3 separate regions of the Mus musculus genome follow, and all the other regions are linked to region 2. A link is a contact called in public promoter capture Hi-C data. All regions are on one chromosome and are shown on one strand. The core of a region is the stretch at or near the end of the contact, and the rest is flanking DNA. Distances in the headings are between cores, read along the strand shown. Region 1 has its middle 4.8 kb from the start of Ercc6. Region 2 holds the start of Wdfy4 (WD repeat and FYVE domain containing 4). Region 3 overlaps Ercc6 (excision repair cross-complementing rodent repair deficiency, complementation group 6).

Region 1 (2,961 bases), core at 259-2,758, 680 kb after region 2:
CCAGTACAAACAATATGGCTTTCTCTCTCCCTCTTTTTCATCTCCCTTCTCACAGTAGTGACTAGGTTAGTAGCTTTCCTGCCCTGACGTTTTTCTCTTACACTGCCCTCAACCTTCCTTTGGAGTTTGTTTCTGGTTTTTGTTCTTGTTTTTGTTTTGGGTTTTTCGAGACAGGGTTTCTCTGTATAGCCCTGGCTGTCCTGGAACTCACTTTGTAGACCAGGCTGGCCTCGAACTCAGAAATCCGACTGCCTCTGCCTCCCGAGTGCTGGGATTAAAGGCTTGTGCCACCACGCCCGGCTTTGGAGTCTGTTTCAAAATTCTTTTATTAACCCCCAAAAGGGGATCTCAGTGCCCCTAGTGACATATCTTATTCATGTAGTGATGTGTCACTTCCCACTTTGAGCCCCAAGTGAGAGAAAAAGGAATTGCAAAGCTTGCTTAATCATTCTTGGTAACACAGCCCCAGGGGGCTTGGTCTGAAGTCCACTTAACTTCCCAGTCCTTGTGATATGCATGAAAAGAATTTAGAACATTCATATAGAACATAGTTAAACAAAGTGTGAAGCAGAGAACACTCTCAAGGAATGAGAGTGACAATGGCCAAAGGGCCCACTGGGCCTGGCTACATCTCAGACACGCTTTAGACTATTTCTCAAGTCTCTAGAGCACATAGCTGTCCTGCACCTAGCATGCCCTTTTGATTTAACTCTTTCAGGAACAATCTTCTAAAAACGAGGTAAATGTTTATTTACTAATGACTTTGCCAGCAGCTCAGGATGCCACGTCTTCTCCCAGGGTCAGAGATGTGGCTCAGGACCCATTCTCTGACCAATCATTACAGCCCCCACGTCCCAGTCCTTGTTTTCCTGGTCTGGAGGGTTAATGACCTAAAAGTCTAAGGCCAAGCTGAGAAACTCCTAACAGAAAAGTTGAGAGGCTGGTAGCGTTCCTATGTTGGCAGCTAGGCTCTGAGGAGCTCCCAACAAGGTACCATATCAGGGGAACAGATCTACAGATGGAATGTTCTTCTAAAGTTGCCCTTTCTGCCCTAGAAAACCCTCAAGCCCCGTGTGCCTGGGTACACAGTATCCACTTGTGAGGAGTATCCACTGCTACCCTTCATTGTTCTGATAAAAGGACAATGTGCTTCTGTTGAAGTTGCTCTCTTACATCTTCACATTGCCTACAGTAGTGGTTCTCAACCTTCCTAACGCCGATACAGTTTTCTGTTTGGGGTCCTGGGCCCATGCTCCACTTCTCCCACCCACCTCTGCACTCTAGCGGCTGACCTAATCATCTGGCATCAACAGGCACAGGCTTTATCTGGATTTGACAATGAAAGGCAAAGCAGATGAAACTGTGGAGGAACCGGAGGTCAGGGTGTTTCTCTCAAGACGGTCTCTGCCTTCTGCCCTTTGCCACCCACCCCCTCAAGCCTGCTTGCTAGAGCTACTGAAGCAATGTTGTTAGCAGCTGATTGGCTCAAATAACAGAAGTCGTGGTTCTGGAGGCTGAAGTCTTGAGTTTAAGTTGTTGGCAGGGTTACTTTCTCTAGAGGCCTCTCACCATGGCGTGTGATGGACTTTCCTCTGGGGGTGTGTCTGTGTCTAACTTTCTTCTCATAAGGACAGCAGAAATACAAAATTGGAACCCACATTACTGACGTAATTTACCTGAACTGCTGCTTAATAGATAGTCCTATCCCCAGATACATTCATATGGTAAGGTGTTAAGGGTTAGATCTTCATTGTATGAATCGGAAATGGGAGAGAAGTCAGTCTGTGATAAGTGAGCACCTCTTCCACTGACTCCGCTGGTAAAATCTGCCCCCCTAAGCCCCGCCCACACCACTTCCTTGGAGATTATTAACCCTCTCCTACTACTTCTACCATCTGTTTCCCCCAGATAAAAATTAGCTCCTCTGTCCCCCAAAATGAGCATGTGAGAAGTGGTACCTCATTCTCAAAATGTCTAGGAGTCATTATGTATTTGGGAGACACTCTGCTTCTCCTTGCAGACATTAATATCCTCTCATTTGCCTACCGGTTCTCCTGTCTCGTGGGGGACTGAACCAAGGGTGAAGGCTTGCAGTCTGAAGCTGGGCTAGGCACAGAATCTCAGAGTCAGGTACTTTGCTCATTGCCACAACAGAATAGTTAACAAAACAAGGGTCACTCTTGCATACAATTCAAGAACACCTCTATCTATTATGACAGGGAAGTCAATACTTGACAAAAACAAACGGAAGGAAGGAAGACAAGTGTTACTCTTGCATACAATTCAAAGGCAGGTCTCTCTATCCTGACAGCGGGTGCCCTGGCAGCGACAGCAGGTGCTTAAGGCAGTCGGTCATGTCCATCCGTTGTCGGGAAGCAGAGATGAACACTGGTGCTCCACTTGATTTCTCTGTTTTCTTCATTGTAGATATCAGGTCACAGTTAGGATGGCTCTTCAACCTCAGCTAGCTAGCCTCATCTAGGAAAATACTGTCCTAGGCATGCCAAGAGTTTGTCTCGTGGGTGGTTCTTACAATCAACATTAAACCATCACACACACACTAGGTTAGATAGAGACCTATCCGCCATCATTCTCTCACCTGCAGATTATATTAGGAGAAATGGGGATGGAACACAGGCAAGGAACAATGGCCACATTTTTGAGCCCTGTGATGTCTGTGTGTCTCCCCTTCTCCTTGGCTCTCTTCCCTCACTCTGGATACTTGTGCTCAAGTAATCTCCTGGTGTGCCGACCTTGAACTCCCGCCAGAGGCCTCCAACTGGGAGGCAGCAAACTCAGAACAAAGAACCATTAATAGTGTGTCCTGTATTGACTATGCCTTTGTTCAGGATGGTATACAAGAGTATCTTTATAACACAAAATATGAAGCGTCCTATTTGTCCCTCCTGACTGCTGCTGTCACTTGTGGCCTCATGTCAGTCTCCCTTGTCCTGTCTGGAG
Region 2 (3,120 bases), core at 159-2,658:
ACATTATTTTTGATGTTCATGACTTTGACCATGGAAAACCTAAGGGTGTTTCCCTTCCACATGGCAATGCCCACCTGTGGAAGGAGTCTCTCTGCTCCCCTGGTGGGTGGCTTCTGCACTGGGCCTGAGTTGTTTGCTGAGCCCGAGTGTGAAACTTTCCCCATAGGAAAAGCTGGAGTTATGGGAATGTGCATATTGTAAAGGCACAAGGCTGCAACATCCAATCAGAGATTCCTCTCTGCTCTTATAAGTGCCTGGACCCTGCCCTTTCCCCTACTGACCCACATTGTCCTGTGGGTCATCTGGGCAGAACATCACCTGCACGAATGAAGTCACCTCATCAGGAGAACACCCCACTTTCTCCTTTGTGTGTTTCTGAGCCTCACACTCCTGCAACCCCTAACCCTTGGCTTTGTCTCCCCCAGTCCCCCCTGTGCCTGGCTTATCTACAAAGACGTTTCTGATTTTCTCTAAGCTTCTGCTCCAATCTAGTCTTCTCCATCCTGTGGAGACATTAAGAACTCTGCTGGGGTCTTAGAAAGAGCCATTCTTCCATATTGGTATTCCACACACCTGCTCCCATACCTTACCATTTAGAGAAGGGAAGGCATTTAGATTTAGTTCCTAGGGATTTGAAATTAGGACTGGGAGGCTGAGGGTTAGGACGAGGAGCCATACGGACCCCAGCCTGCTGGGCACACAGCTAGTAAGCAGCAGAGGCGGAATTCAGACATGGGCACCAGGCTGTACTTTCCCTTCTGTTCCTAGGTCCCACCTGGCTCTGCTTGATCACCAAACACACAGTCTCAGGGGAGCTTTTGTGAAACCCATGTTGTCCTGCCAGTCATTGGTGAAGCAGCTCTGTCATTGGCTCCTTGGAGGGAAGGATGGGAAGGGCAGGCATCTGCTGACTTCCCACTTCTGCTTTCTCCAGGAAATGAAGAGAAACCCAGCACAAGTGATTCATAATGAAACACTGTTGTTGATGGCTGCCATGCGAGGCCAGGTCTTGGTCTGTTCCCCTGAGCTGAGCCATTGGAGGCTGGGGATAGAAGCACTCACACCATGTGACATCCGCAGGCTTTGACCACCACCCTCCAGGTACGTCTTTCTGATCTTGGATAAGAGAGATCAGCCAGGTGGGGGCTGTTTGTTGCGGTAGACTGCCCCGCTGCTTCCTGCAAAGCCAACTGTGGAGCACATGTGTGACCATCAGTACTTAGTCTGAATGCGGGGTGGCAGAGAGGAGGGACGATTGGCAGGAAGTGAGCGGTGAAGGAGGTCCTTGTGGTCAGTGCCTCTCAGCACCCTTGTCACTTGTGAGTTTTGCTGAGCTGACCAGGCACTAGATCATTCCTTACCCTCTGACCACGGGTTAAGTCCCTTCTTTAGACTCTGCTGAGAGGTAGGAGTCTGCCACAGCTGGGGAAAACTAACTCTGGCTTGTGCCACTGTCAAGGTATAGAACGGGACACTGACTGAGACGCTCCTCTCATAGCCCTGGTGTAGCTTGTGAAGGGTGGACCACCCACCCTGGCCTTCGGGGCAGCTGGGCAGACCTGGTCTTGCCCTTAGCTGGCCCCACCCTTGCCTGCCCCAGGATCTGGTAAGTAGAAGTCTCTTAAGGTGGCATTTCTTCACCTGCGTTATCACACGCAGCCTTTGAATTCCAATGTTTCTCATTAACAGCAGCATCTGGGCCACTGAGGATTGATCCCTTTCTCCTTCAAAACCCAGCTTTCAAGAACCTAATCCTTTGTCCCAGTCTTTCCGAAGTGATGACTGGGCGTTGGGTACTGTCTTTCTAGGGAATATTTCAAGTATAATTGTCTCCATTTCTATCCACTTACGTCCAATGAACTAGTAAAGAGACAAGTTACAGATGGGGCCTGTGATGCCGGTGCGGTGACATAAAGTGGGTTGGAGGAATGTGCAGGATGGACAGGGAGGGCACACATCTGCTGAGAGGACACTGAAGGAGCCCAGCCCTGCACTGTGGTTTCTGAGAATTGCTCTTAAAAGCCTTCAGGAAGGCTTGGAGGTCAGTGTGGTACCTTGCAGTGAAGGGTGTGCTGGGGGCTGGGGACTAGCCAGAGAGTTGGGTGTGGGCTCAAGTGTGGGAAAAATTCTCCTGTCTTTACATCCTTGGTGTCTGGTCTGACCTCCTATGGGCCTAAAAGAGTTTTCTTTTTTATTAAATTTTAAAAAAACCTTATTTTATTATCTTGTGTGTATAGGTGTTTAGCCTGAATGACCCTCTGTCCCAGCTTTGGGATTATTGTTTCCTTGTTTTTATTTCTGATTCCTCCACTATCTCTAAATTGTTTAATACATGTCTGGTAGTTTGAATGGGAGTGCTTTCCTTAGGCTCATATATTTTCATACTTGGTCTCTAATTGGTGGAAATGTTTGGGAAGTGTTAGGAGGTGTGGCCTTGTTGGAAAGGGTGAGTTACTGGGGGCGGGCTTTGAGGTTTCAAAAGTCCTCTCCCTTTGTTTCTAGTGAGGGCCTCTCTCTTTGCCTCTTGGATGTGATTTTTAGACTCTCAGCTGTTCCTGCCACTGTTCCTTTGCTCTGACATCATGGATTCTAATCCTCCGAACCTGTAAGCAACAGATTAAATGCTTTCTTTTGTAACTTGTCTTGGTCATGGTGTTTTATCACAGCAACGGAAAGGTAACCCAAACTATATATGGCTTTATTTTATACTTTTTTGAACTTAGCCTGAAGTTAGGCGCGCGCGCGCGCGCACACACACACACACACACACACACACACACAGAGTATACTGTATGCATGAGTGTGTGCATATGTATGCAGGTACACATACCTGTGCATGCATATGGAGAGGACAGACTTTGATATCAGATGTCTTACTCTACTGTTCTACATCTTTATCTTTGAGACAAGGTCTCTGAATGCCCCTTTGGATAGATTGGTTGACCAGTAAGCCCAGGGAATCTGCCTCTCTTTGCCTCCCAGATCCAGAGATGTAGATCTGTGCTGCTCTGCTAGCCTTTATGTGGGAGCTAGGAAACAGGACTCAGGTCAGCATGTTTACCCAGCGAGCAATTTTACCCTCTGCACCATCTCTCCAGCCTGAATTAAACATTATTGAAG
Region 3 (3,268 bases), core at 184-2,683, 650 kb after region 2:
CTCACGGTGAAGGTGGACAGGAAACAGAAAAAGATAGGAAGGGATAGACATAGCTTATGCCCTCCCACGAGGTCCCACCTCTCAATAACCCATCAAAGTATGACCAGCGATGGACTAATATATGTGTGAGGCCAGAGCCACTTCCCCAAAACTCCACTGAACATTGCTATAGCTGCTAAATACATGAACCTCTGGAGAACATTCCAGAGCTAACCATGATGGGCACCCTTAACCCTCAGCAAGAAACTTAATCTTACAACTAAGTATCCCCAAAGAGCCTTGGAAAACTCAGTGACGCCTGCTTCACTGGGCTATATGAAGGGCTGACTGAGGTGCCACATGCAAAGCAGTCCACACAAGAGCGAGAACCTAAGTGCTGAACTAAGAATTGTGTGTGGTTGTGCATGCTTGTTGACATGGCCATGCCCAATCTGTAAAGGGAACTACCAGTTTACAGAGGGGAAGCAGAGGCAATGTGCATTTCTACACAAGCTATGTTCAGTAATGCACTGGCCCTCAAAGGTTTCACAGAACTACCAGAAGGAATGAATATGTCAGCAAGAGCTATGACACTTGATAAACAGTGAATCATTACCAATGATGTGACCTTCAGAAAACACCTCCTGAATATCTAAATTAAAAAAAAAAAATGTTTGCTATGGATTAGGAATGTAGCTCTATGGCAGGGCACATTCTTAGAATGTATAAGCTTCTAGATTCAATCTCCAGCACCAAAGACAGAAATAGAAATTTGACCATAAATGTATATGCTGTCTGAATTACAGCTGACTTTCATATGACAGTAACAAAAGGCACATGCAGAATTACTAAAAAATTGGCTGGTGGCAGTAAATGGTCCAACATTTACGTTTTTCAGAAAAGAATAACTTTTTCATGTTCTCCATCCTCTCATTTTAAAACATCCACACATGTAATAGTCACAGCTGCAGCCACATAAAGCTAACGTGCCTGGTGTTCCCTGGCAGAGCTCCTAACTCCTCATACAACCGCCACATTCAGCCTGCTGCCGATTCCACTGGCAGCCGCTGAGAGGGGAAGCCAGGGAGAAACATAAACTTAAATTCTCATCAGATGCAGGCACGGAGAACACTCCTTGGCTTCCCTCCACGCCTGCAGGAATGAGACCCTGGCCCAGGCTCTGGGATCTGGGGCTAATGCTGCAATAATGTCTGTCAGAAGTATCCCAGATCCCGATTAACCAGCTGAACTACACGAAGGCCCACATAGCTACTAGGGTGCTTTGTCAATGAAACCCTAAGAACATACCTGCAAGCTAAATGCCACTACTTACTATTAGTTTGTTTTAGAATTTCTAGCATTCCAAGGAGAGTTAGATTACATAAATGGAAAGACACAGCTGGGTGCATAATGCCGTGGCCTTGGTCCACTTCAACTGAATATCCAGCTATCAGCCTATGTCCTCCAAACATGTACATCTTCACACTTGTCAGACCCTTCAGACACTATGTTCCTTTGCCTTAGAGGAAGCTGTTCCTGGTCAAGTAGACTTAGGCATCTGGTCTACCAAGTACCATCCTAATCCTAGGACGTCCTAGGCACACAGGAGGTCTCATGATCAGTGCCTGTCAGCATATCCTGAGATCCTTATCTGTCTCCCAATTCTAGTGAGAGCCAGAGGCCAGAGACTGGCAAGATGCCCTAGAGCTCACACAGACACTAAATAAATGCTGAGCAATGAACAATGCTCAGAATTGAGCTTGGGACGAGAAAGACAGGTGCAGAGAAGTGTAGTTTGAAAACGACATAAGTGGATCATCCAGAGATGATGATTTCTAGACACTTCCTGTTCTACCTCATTTAGAGACTGTCTGCTGCTTGCTTTCTTACTCCCACCCACCTAACCCTAAAGCCCCAGACCTTACTTTGCCTACTAATAAGCATTATTATAGTCTGGGACGAGAATGATCCATGCAAGAGGGGAGCTAATTACAATGTCAGAGAAATTCTTAGAATCTTAGAATAACAACAAATTAAAAAGAGAAAAAAGGGAAACTCATCACTTTGAACAATTAAAAACAATTTCGTAAAACAAAATTTTCTTATTTTTCAAAACTGAGCTCAATTTTCAGATTCCCCAAAGCATCCACTTGGTTACAGACAAACTGGTTTCTGTATCCTACCCAGTAGGAAGAATCAGGGACCCTAGTTTTGGTTCCAAGCTTGCCCAGGATCAATTGAAAAGGATGGGAAAATACTCCACAATGCAGAAAAGAGCCCTTCTTGGGCTAGCAATGGAGTTGCTACCTCCAGTCTGTGTCTGTATCCGTAGGGCGGGAACGAGGCCTGGGATGAGCTCACCCTTGTGTTCTCCTTTGTGTTGTCCTTGTATTTGCAGCTGCAAGCAAACTGAACACTGAGTACCATGTTCTCTTGGGAGGTCCTACTTTCTGTAACCCAGTCCGATGATGCCAGTGGTGGCCACTAGAGTAGAACCCACTGCGAGACGAGCACTGAGAAGAGGGAACCAGACACAGACAAGAGTGCTGTTTCAGAGACTTTCACTAGGAAGGAGGGCCTAACTCCAGAAAACATCATTCCTCACTGCCATATTTATGTCCTCAAACATGCAAAGAGCCCCACAGTGCTCTGCTACAAAGGCCAAATGAGATACTGTGTGTACAACATATAAAGAAACCACATACATATTATGTAGCATCTGATAATTCTACTATGTAACCTTTACCAAAAATAAAAGCTGTAAAATTGAGGCTGGAGAGATGGCTCAGCAGTTAAAAGGACTTGTTGCTCTTGCAGGGTGATCTGGGTTCAGTTCCCATAACCCACATGGTAGTTCACAGTCATCAGTAACTCCAGTTTCAGGGGATGGTACCCCTTTCTGACATTCATGGACACCAGGAACATAGGTGGTACACATATATTTATTCAGCCAAAGAATACTCATATGCTTAAAACAAACCTTTTTTAATTTTTAAACTTTAATTTACTTTTATTTTATTGTGTGTATGGGTGTTTTGCCTACTGCCTGTAACACTTCCATGCCTTATGCCCACAGAGGCCAGAAGAGGGTGTTGGACTTCCTTGAACTAGAGTTCTAGACAACTGTACAAGCCCCTACAGATGCTGGGAACTGAATCCAGGTCCTCTGGAAGGTCAGCAACTGCTCTTCTGCTAAGCCATCTCTCCAGCGCATTTTTAATTTAAAAAAAAAGGAAGTCAAGAAATATTAGCTAACTATAGTTTAAACAAGAATAATAAACAAACATTC

What was found. Promoter capture Hi-C pulls out the DNA fragments that hold promoters and counts their contacts.
Region 1: a contact with region 2 is called in a promoter capture Hi-C map of the HPC-7 cell line, with 2.2 times the contacts expected there. The contact joins the enhancer-like site here to the promoter of Wdfy4 in region 2. A contact is called at or near these places in 7 of 39 promoter capture datasets (the C10 cell line, the HPC-7 cell line, HPC-7-derived erythroid cells and 4 more).
Region 3: a contact with region 2 is called in a promoter capture Hi-C map of neural stem cells. The contact joins the enhancer-like site here to the promoter of Wdfy4 in region 2. A contact is called at or near these places in 10 of 39 promoter capture datasets (the HPC-7 cell line, cranial neural crest, epiblast stem cells and 6 more) and 4 of 484 Hi-C or Micro-C datasets (cerebral cortex, cochlea, muscle stem cells and 1 more).

The regions. Positions count from the first base shown.
Region 1 is chr14:32,507,213-32,510,173 of GRCm38.p6, reverse strand. No RefSeq gene overlaps it. Among named protein-coding and RNA genes, the nearest start is that of Ercc6, 4.8 kb to the left of the region's middle. Within about 2 kb of position 1,508, at least 28 of the 459 cell types and tissues checked have an H3K27ac peak or open chromatin away from gene starts, as enhancers often do. A contact at or near this core is called in the HPC-7 cell line, where this site is marked.
Region 2 is chr14:33,183,354-33,186,473 of GRCm38.p6, reverse strand. It overlaps Wdfy4 (WD repeat and FYVE domain containing 4), which reads left to right and starts at 1,408. Exons shown (of 59, transcript NM_001146022.2): 1 at 1,408-1,606.
Region 3 is chr14:32,534,741-32,538,008 of GRCm38.p6, reverse strand. All of the region lies in intron 5 of Ercc6 (excision repair cross-complementing rodent repair deficiency, complementation group 6), which reads right to left. Among named protein-coding and RNA genes, the nearest start is that of Ercc6, 23 kb to the right of the region's middle. Within about 2 kb of position 1,433, at least 32 of the 459 cell types and tissues checked have an H3K27ac peak or open chromatin away from gene starts, as enhancers often do. A contact at or near this core is called in cerebral cortex and neural stem cells, where this site is marked.